2 separate regions of the Gossypium hirsutum genome follow, and region 2 is linked to region 1. The links are chromatin contacts, called in public Hi-C maps. All regions are on one chromosome and are shown on one strand. Each heading gives the region's core, a stretch centred on a gene start, on an enhancer-like site or on the middle of the called end of the contact. The rest is flanking DNA. Distances are from core to core; before and after follow the strand shown. Region 1 holds the start of LOC107953000 (CBL-interacting serine/threonine-protein kinase 9). Region 2 has its middle 19 kb from the start of LOC121204338.

The links. Hi-C and Micro-C count contacts between places; a contact is called where the count stands out from the background.
Region 2: a contact with region 1 is called in a Hi-C map of leaf, with 3 times the contacts expected there. The contact joins the enhancer-like site here to the promoter of LOC107953000 in region 1. A contact is called at or near these places in 9 of 34 Hi-C or Micro-C datasets (anther, leaf, petal and 1 more).

The regions. Positions count from the first base shown.
Region 1 is chrA07:29,384,051-29,389,176 of Gossypium_hirsutum_v2.1, forward strand. It overlaps LOC107953000 (CBL-interacting serine/threonine-protein kinase 9), which reads right to left and starts at 2,740. Exons shown (of 14, transcript XM_016888222.2): 1 at 2,346-2,740; 2 at 1,980-2,042; 3 at 1,807-1,878; 4 at 1,574-1,681; 5 at 1,387-1,467; 6 at 1,111-1,164; 7 at 893-1,018; 8 at 725-814; 9 at 442-564; 10 at 116-223. The coding sequence starts at 2,537.
Region 2 is chrA07:29,498,427-29,503,552 of Gossypium_hirsutum_v2.1, forward strand. No RefSeq gene overlaps it. Among protein-coding and RNA genes, the nearest start is that of LOC121204338, 19 kb to the right of the region's middle. Within about 2 kb of position 2,590, at least 3 of the 9 cell types and tissues checked have an H3K27ac peak or open chromatin away from gene starts, as enhancers often do. A contact at or near this core is called in leaf, where this site is marked.

The DNA of each region.
Region 1 (5,126 bases), core at 1,490-3,989:
AGAAGAAAGAAACACTTAGCTACAAAAGAAATTTCGTATTTTACAAAATGGAAACAGGAGATCCAGACTAAGAACATTTAATGCAGGGAGTTCTTCAAGTTCTTCAATTACATACCGTAGGCTTCTCAAACAACTTGTCAAGGCTAAAGCTTTGAGACCTAGAGATAAACTCAAAAGCATTCAAGAACTCGGGCTTCTCTTTCCTTTCTGTTACAAAGTGTTCCTGCAAAATAAACAAATGATTAGTATCATAGGATGAAATTCATTCTCTTATTACCATTTCACTCTAAGTAGATTATCTGCAAACACACCGGTCCAGTTTTAGATAACAACTTAAGTCTATAGACCTAAAATATAATAATATGCTATTTTAAGAGATTATGCTTATATAAACCTCATTTCCTAGAGAAACAAAGCAGGCACATGACAAAAATGTCTTACCCTTGAGTCATTAAAAGCTGCATCTACATCATCAAGATTTACATCCTCTTCCTCCTCAAATTTGGGTGGTTTGTACCCTTTCTTGAACCATTCATCGTTTAAGATATCATGGATAGTTATACGCTGCAACAAATAATGTCCAGTGTTTCAACCGAGAGCATGTTCAACTATAAGAAGTTACAGTGTTTAAAAAAACAAAAGAAAGAGATAAAAGGAAGTTAATTGCTTAATATTCTTATTATCATTCTGTAAGTCTCAAAGCATGACTGAATTCTGAACTTACTGTAAGAGGGTTTGGATCAAGAATACGCTTTATGAATTTCTTTGCACCAGGTGAAAGCCATGACGGACAAGTGAAATCGGCCTTCCCAATCTGAATTTCATCAAGATGTACCAAAAGTTTTAGTGAAGTTCTCATCTAAATAGAGAAGCCAATTCTGGGAATACTCACTTTGTTATACAAGGTTATAAGGTTTGGCTCATCAAAAGGCAAATAACCAGCCATAAGTACAAACAGAATAACTCCACAAGACCAAATATCAGATGATTTTCCATCATAACCCTTATCCTTAAGTACCTGTCAAGAAAAATGGGAGGTAAGAGGAAACAGAGTGAACAAAAAGTGGCAGCATTAAAGCTTATTGTCTCAATAAAGTCATGATGGAATACCTCTGGAGAAACATAATTTGGAGTGCCACATGCAGTGTGAAGCAATCCATCCTCCTACATTCCAAAAAATGTTAGAAAGGTTTGCATCTATACCATATTAAAGAAAAAGAAAGATTACACTAAAACAAAAGACAGTTTTTCCCTTTTTCTTTTCCTTCTTAATTGATATTTAGCATTTACATAATCTCAATTGCCAACTAAAAGCTTTCACCTGTGGCTATTATATTATAACTTTTTGTATCGAGAAACCATCCTAGCAAATGAGTAAATGCTTACCCGAACTTGCTGTGAGAAAGCACTCAATCCAAAGTCTGAAATTTTAAGAACACCATAGGAGTCCAAAAGAAGATTTTCTGGCTGCAAAAAATGAAATGAACATGTCACATATGAATCAGGAAGCAAAACCCAAGTTCCAAAGTGGAAAGCTTTTAAGCAGTCATCAATCAGTTAATTGAAGCTGAACCTTCAAATCTCTATGGTAGACGCCTCTACTGTGGCAGTAATCAACAGCATTAATAAGCTGCTGGAAATAGCTTCTAGCCTCATCTTCTTTGAGTCTCCCGTGCCTGGCCTATAAATATCAAAGATTTATTACTTTAAACAATAAACAGCTATTGCGAATAGAAACTCAATGAGCGAATTTATATAACATTTGCTTCATCTTCATTTAACTATAAATGCCCAACAAGTCCTTACAATTTTGTCGAAGAGCTCGCCACCATTAACGAACTCGATCACGATGTAAATCTTTGTCTTGCTCGCCATAACCTATGCATTAGAAGCAAAATTAAAGTAAAAAAAAAAATCTTATCAACAATGCAAAGCAGAGTAAACCAAACACCATAATTGCAGACATTAGTTTCATTTACCTCAAATATTTTAATGACATTGGGATGCTTGATGAGCTTCATCGTTGAGATTTCGTTTTTTATCTGCCCCGAATAAAATTGCAATCATTAAAAGAGAAAAAAACAAAGAAACGAAAATATTAATGATTGAATATGAAACAGGCGAACATATTTAATCATGAACCCAGATTCGATTTAATCCAACGTTTGACCTATAGACCCCCACATTAAACATGGTCCCACGTGGTTCCCTGTTTCCGTAGTAAAGTTTACGTGAGACCCCATGTTTATTGGCGGCGGAGGGAGATAACTGAAATGCAATTTTTTGTTTTTAAATTTAATGTTGTTTTAAAATATGCATGGTGGGACATTAGAAAGGGAGATCACCTGTTCGACCATACGGTGACGTAGAACTTGATCACGATCCATGATTTTGATCGCCACACACTGGCCGGTCTCGACATTCTCAGCGAACTTGACCTTTGCGAAACTCCCCTCACCCAGGGTTCTTCCCAGCTTGTACTTTCCTATGCGTGTTCTACTCAAGTGACCCTGCGATGTTTTCTTCTTAGTGCTCATTCTTCTCCTCTCGCCCTCAACCCTTCGATCCGATTTCAATTTCCTTTCGTTACTGATTTTCAAGATGGTTTTCTTTTAAATCAAAATTGCAAGCCCGGCCGAAAACGGTGAGAGGAATGTGAAGGAAAACAAATGGGAGAAGGGAGAGGGAGAGGGAGAGGGAGAGGGGAAGGAGGATGGCTGTTTGAATCAAAATGATATTGATGACGATGTTTATGATGCCATTTATTTATTTGCACTTTTTGGGAGGCTGGGGTCCACCGCTGATGACGTGGATCCGATTTAGTTTTACCGTGTCCCTTCCGTGGCCTTCGTAATTTTACCCATCTGTCTCTCCTATTTACACCTGATATTTGTTTTATTCTTTTTAGGGCAGAGGGGCACGATTAGAGGTGAAGATGACCCCCGTCGGATCTTAATATAATTTTATGCGGGTTTTTAAGTTTGATTCGGCCTGAGTTAAAATTTTGTTCAATTTTAATTCACGTAAAAATGTTAAAATTTAAGTTCAATTCAGCCCGTTTATATTAAAATTTTTATATAAAAATAAATTTTAGAAATAAAATACATCAAATATACTACAAGTACAAACATTAAAATAAATGTATTGTTATGAATATATTATTAAGTAAATGTCTATTTCATTTATACTTTTTATGCTTACAAATAAAAATTTTGAACAAGTATTATATTGATCCCATTGATCAATAAAATATATTTTCTATTACTTCCCATATTTTTTTTGTTCTTTACACTCTCTATCTCTCTTTATTTTATAACATGTATAAATTTTTAAAAAAAATTATTTACACTTAAATAACCCTAAGATAGTTGCAACTTAGTAAACAAATACCTCTAAAATAATAATAATAAAATAAGAGTTATACAATATTCAAACAATAACAATAAAATAGTTGTAATATAATAGCGAAATAGCACCAGAACTATGACAAAACAACAACAAAAATAATGAAGACAGCAACAAAAGCAGCAGTTTTTTTTATATTTTTGCAAATTCGGGCCAAGCTAAGGCCAAAAAAGCTTACCCAAGACTCGATCGGTTTAGAAAACAGGCCTCATTTTTTTGTCCAAGTCTATTTTTCAGACCTATATTTTTATTTAAACTCTTCCACTTTCTCAGCCCGACCCATCATCATGTCTAGGCACCGAATTGAACTGAATTAGTATTAACTGAATTAATCGAACTTTTTAATCTTTTAAACAACCAAACCGAAAGATTTCGGTTAATTCGGTCGGTTAACCGAATTAAAATTACATATAATTTATATTATTAATTATTAAGTTCGATTAATTACCTAATTTCGAACTAAATTAATTGATAATTAAATTTCTAAAAAATCATTAACCAACTTCCAATCAAATTAAATCGATTAATCAACCAATTAATTAAATTAAGTGGATTTGATTGATTACACCCTAACCAGGGACAAAGCACAGGTATCCTTAAAAGACAAACTGTACTGTGCCATTAACATTGTAATTCAACAAATAACAAATTATAGCGTAATATGGCAGGAGTCAAATCCAAATAAAAATATCCATAAATATAATGATCACGCTTAAATTTTGAATCCCTGTTACAATTTATTTGTTTTTAGGATAAGCCACAGCACATCATCTTAAATAGTATATTTTTATTTTCATCATTTAAATTTTTTTATTAATTTAATCACTTTAATTCAGATAATTATTTAAATTTTTCATTACCGTTAAAATTTTCATTAATCAACGAATTGACTTGATATTTTTTTTTTACTTTTAATTAAAGCTAGGGACTTCTCTATAATTAGTCCAAAACACTTTTTTGGGGTTTATTTGTAACTTGAAATTTCAATATTGGTACCATTAACATTTGAATCATCTTTAAGAAGAGGGAATCCAACAACAACGACAATGAACCATGAACATGACTAGGGCTGATAAAAAAATCGACCACATTGAACATTGATCTGAACGAGGGTATTTGGATGGTTTACAAAATGCAAGTTCAAAAGTTGTGGTTGTGACACACTGCACTCGATCCGATCGTTGGATTCAAATGTGAAATATCACGTTATGTTGCCAAAGCAACTCATATCAATCAATATTAAAAATCCATAAAGTTAAATCACATAAATACATATATTTAATCTAGTCAATTAGAATTTAGGAAGAGTCTAATACAAGATTAGGAATCGAATCCAAATTCTTTTTGTCAAGTTTTAACAATATGTCTCGAGACAAGACTCATAAAAAAATTTGAAAATTTGCTTCAATGTTTATATTTCTCGAGATAATGAAGCTTATGAATCGAGACAAAAGTCATCAAGTCTTGAGACTGGGTCTCAACACAGGCCTCTTATATTTTTCTATTTCAGCTTCATTGTTTGCAAGTCTCGAGGCAAGGAGTTCTTGTCTCGAGACCTGGAGCAGGGCAAGAGTTATCTAGCTTCAATGTGCTCTTGTCTCGAGACAAAACCCACTAGTCTCAAGACCTAAATTAGTTTGTCTCGAGACCAATTTGACATGTCTCAAGACATTAATTGAATGCATAATAAGCTAAATATTTGTTCTAACAGTCTCAAGACA
Region 2 (5,126 bases), core at 1,340-3,839, 110 kb after region 1:
AAGGTATTTGTCTGCAAAATTATTTACTTTAATGTGGTGGTTAAGTGCTTGGAAAGTATGCTTTGGGTCCTAAGTTCGATTCCCTTGTTTTGGGATTTTCTGTTAATTTTGGCTTTAAGTTAAGCTTGAGCCCTAGTGTTTAAATTAATTTCTTTGTAGGGTTATGAAAACGATGAGCCTAGTGGTTCAATGGTTAAGCTTTAGCATACTCTAGGGTCTTAAGTTCAAGTCTTGGCATGAGCATATGGATTATTTTTGTTGTTTGCTATTTGTTGGAAGTTAAGTTCTTTTTAAATTGTAAAAGCTCGATGGTTAGATTATTATAGGATATTTTATCTTTTTTTTAATTTAATTCTTTACATTATCAAAATATAGCCAAATCCCTAAATTTGGTCCTAATTTCAACTGATCACTACTCCTCATACACGTTCCACTTTCTTTTCTAATTTCCCAAGTCTGCAAACTTTTTTCTTTTTTCCTTTCGCTTTTGATTCAGTTATATAGCTCTATTTTCTTGCTTGGGCTTTTCTTTATTTTCTTTCTTTGGGGGTTTACTTATTACGTCAATAAGTTGTTGTTAGATTTGCGTAGGTTGTGTTAAAGGAATAGTTACGTAAGTTTGTGATTTATTTTACTGTTATTGTTCGATTCTGCTCGATTTGTCTAAGTGGACTTTAACGATTAGATTCTCCCTATGTTTTAATTAGTATGCGATTAACTTTGTTTTAGGCGAAAGGGGTAGAAATCAATGTCCTCTGGAGGAGTAATCGTTGTGATTATTTACTGGTTTCTAAAGAGTAAGTATTCAACATTAGTATACGTTCTGAAATTTTGGTTTAAAAATTCATTCTTAGAAGGGTTTTATTGTGATTAATGAGTAGGGTTTGATAAACAATTGTAGATTTTGTGAGTTTCAGGAGTGTGGTTAATTGTATTTTCGATCAGGTGTGTGAAAACGACACTTAAACTCGATAGAAACTTGACAAATCATGAAACAGGGGCTATTTTCAAAACTGCCCACTGCCACACGTTCGTGTCTCAAGTAATGTGGTAGATCGTGTTTGGCACACGGTCGTGTGAAACTTTGTAGAACGTGTGGCCAGATTATGTATGGTCAAGCTGTGTGTGGCACACCGCCGTGTGAAACTGTGCAAACCGTGTGGGTAGACTATGTGGAGCACACAGGCTAAGTTTTTAGGTCGTGTGGGTGACACGATTGTGTGGTTCTTTTTGCTCAATTTTAGGGCTCAATTAGGGGCTATTTGAGGGACTCAAAATTTGGGCCTATAGGCATCATATGGGGCCGGAAAGGCCTAAGTTTCAATACATAAAAGTATTCGGATAAGCTTAAGAGGTATGTTAAGTAAGAAATGTTATCTTTAAATTGTGTGCTATGTTATAATTTGTATGAAATATGTAGTATGTATGCCATATGATTTATGATATATGTAAGTATGCTATATGATTATGATTTATTTGTGTTCCAGGGTGGGTTATGATATGATGGAGGAAGTGCTATATGGCAACTAGACCGCAAATTTTGTATGGCAGCTCAATTGCAAATATCTTAGTGGCACATCGCTACAAATTGGTGTGATTGGATGGATAGACTCTTGTAGTCCTATATGGTGTGATTGGCTGGACGGAGATAGTGTATAGCGGATGGGGTAGGACATGATATGGTAGGATAAAATATGCTATGTTATGATTCGATAGAACATGATATGCTAAGATTCAATATGATATGATACGTTAAGATATGATTTGTATAAAATATTATATAATATGAAACTATATCAGACATTTTGATACATATGTATGTTTGTACTAAAATTATGAGCCAAATCACACATTGCGCTTTAAGCTCATGCCTTTGTTGCTTTGTTTCAGGTGATCCTCTGACTTAGGATAGGATGGTGACTCTAGAACTCGGGTTTCACATTCTATTTTGGTTTAGTACTATGGATTTCACTGGTTGTTGTTGTTATTATGGACATTTTGGACTTTTTCTTGGGTTTAATTTATTTTTAGATATTTTATGATTTGTTGAGATCTTTAGAACCTTTCTGGTTTTTATTATGCAAAAGTCTTTTCCTTTTTAATAACGCTTAACTTGAGATAACTAAAAGAAAAAGAGAATCACGATTTTTCAAATGATACGCAGTACTGTTTTCTGCTGTAAGTCTAATTGAAGTTTTCAAAGTGATTTATCTTGCAAATGTACCAATGAATTGTTTTGATTTTAGTAAAATGATATAAGTTGTGCCTTTAGAAAATTGCTATGCTTTCAAAAAGCTATTCTAATTACTTTTCTTCCTGCTAAAATGGGTTTTCAATAAAATTAAATTTTTAATTGAAAATTATTGAATATAAATATTAGAGATAAAAAATTAATAAAAAATAACTAATGAAGGGTAAAGTTATCATTTTATTTAAAATTTATTTAATAAGTAAACCATAAACAAGTAAGTATTTTTAATCAAGCATAAGGTGGTTTGAATACTTTTTCGTATATAGTATAATATGAGATAATAAAGGTTGAGATCCAAAAGATTATACAGCCCAAATGGCCCAAGACATTAACAAACGATGGATAGCTACAAACTGGAGACTAATTATACCCTTCAACCTTTCAACTGTATCATCGAAGGGATATTGAAGTTTACTCATCGATGCATTCTTAGTTCATCCTTGTTTGCAGGTCCAATCTACGCTCGTGATTCAACATCCAGCTCTCAGAATCTTTCACCATCTCTAGAAGATACAAACATCACTCACATTTTCCATGAAGCTTTTGTTTGGTGATGGCAATCAAATTGGCTACGCGTACAGTACACCTCAATTGCAAATAGTTTCAGGGTGCGACGAAGTTTTGGTTCTGGCCTTAAATAGACAAGGGGGAAAGCCCATTTTATCATTATTTCACTTCAATCGTCTCAAGTGGGCTCTTCTAATACCATCCCATTAACATATAGTAGGTCCAGTTAATTAGTATTCATAGATTTCGGTTAAAAATTAGGGTATTATACTTAATATTAAGTATTAGTAAGTTTATATTTTATAATTCATTTTAAAAGTTTACAAAATGTCATTAATTATTCAAAAGTTAAAGTCACTAAATTGTTAAAATTATTGTTGTAAAGCCTTTTCTGTTCGCAACACCTACACTAATAAAAAATTCAGCTTTTCTTTTATGAAACAACTTTGATTATAAAAAATTATAAATCAAAATCTAAATAATTTTTTTCTTCAATCTCCGACACTAATCATTAGATCAACTTAGATCTAAAATATGTTTTTCTACTAATCGATAGGTACTAATCCACCATACTAATTATCGAATCATCGCTTGGAGCTCACTAGTGGAGCTTACAAAAACTTAATAACTCAATTACTTAAATAAAAACTTTTGAACAATTCTTTGACTATTTTGTAACTTTTTAAAATTAAGTGACTAAAATATAAACTTACTGATAATTTAGTGATATTGGGTATAATTTACCTTAAAAATTATTTAACTTAATTTGTTATTTTTATTACATTAAATAAATAATTCATCAATTATATTACATTTTATAAATATTATCTTAACTAAAAATTGATTAACATTTTCCACTAAGGTATATATACTCTTAACTTGAAACTAAATCTGGAAACTTGTTATTTGAAGTCTTAAATATGAAAATAGAATACCAAATGTTACATTTAAAAAAGAGGATGACTAATTTAATTTGGATGTCGGCCTAGCATTTCAACAAGTCTAAGTAATATATAGCTGCCTAAAAACTTCCTAGCCAGCCTAATCATTATGCAGGTGAAAAATAAATAAAATTAAACAATGCATTTAAAAAATAATAAAAATTATTGATAAAATAATAAAAATGTAAATAATTTTGTTAATTAACTTTTGGTTGTATTGATAAAATTGATGTTTTAGAATGTTGTGTACCCTAGTTCAAATCCTTAGGATGAATTTTTATTTTATTTTTAAAATAAAATAAATTATTTATATAATTCTTATTTATGATTTTTGTTTTAAAATTTTGATAATTCATAATTTTTTAACTGAATTGATGCTCAGTTAACTTATGATACTAACTTAATAAGGAACTTAAATAATAGTATAGTTTAACTATATAGCAACATTTCTAGATTAAGTATGCTTCAAAACATTGCATATTTAATGGTTTAACTTCTGAATGCCTGAATCTACATTTGTCAAACTTTTTAAAGGTCTATGATTAAAAACTCTAGGACATTTGATGATGGGTGTTGAGTTCACCAAAAATAAAAAGTCTAACACCTAAAATGGAATTTTAAATTGTTGTTATGAAAGTAGGGTCGATTCCACATAGATTGGTCTATCTAATTTAAAAGTTTCTTAGGTCCATATACGAACTTAAGTAGGCATTCCACTCGTGGAAACCTTTTCTCAAGTAACAAGCATAAAGTTCACAAATTATTTAGGTTCATATATGGACTTAAGCAGGCGTCCCACTCCTGAAATCAAAGATTTCATCAAGCGGTCAAAACTTTTAGATTTGAGCAAAATGTAAATGAACCTTGCATTATAAATGTATTGTGGATGGAAATGTGGTCTTTCTAGTTTTTTATGTCGATGACATGCTACTCATTAGGAATGATGTATGGACGTTGTCATCAGTTAAACTGCAGTTACAAAATAGTTTAGCATGTAGGATTTGGGTGAAGCTAACTACATCCTAGGAATTCGAATCCTTAGAAATCGAAAGAAAAAAAGTGCTAGCTTTATTGCAAGCTTCAAACATAGAGAAGATATTTGAACATTTTGTAATGGTCGATTAGAAGAAGGGTACACGACATTCTATATCAAACTTTCATCTTTCTAAGTAACATGAGTATTGAGAAAACTTCAAAAGATTCAAAAATGGAAATGAGATATAATAAGGAGGTTGAGAAATGGATTTTTTTCTTTGCTCCCAAAGATGACACGAATTGTTTACACATATTTGGTTATGGAGATTGACCTTATCGGAAGGCGAAATGGGTTCTAATTTTCTTAAGTTCCTAAAAGATTAGGGTGAGCTTAGGAATTGTTGTAGCATTTGTTTGGAGACACTCTCTGATGCTTAAGTTAATCCAATGAC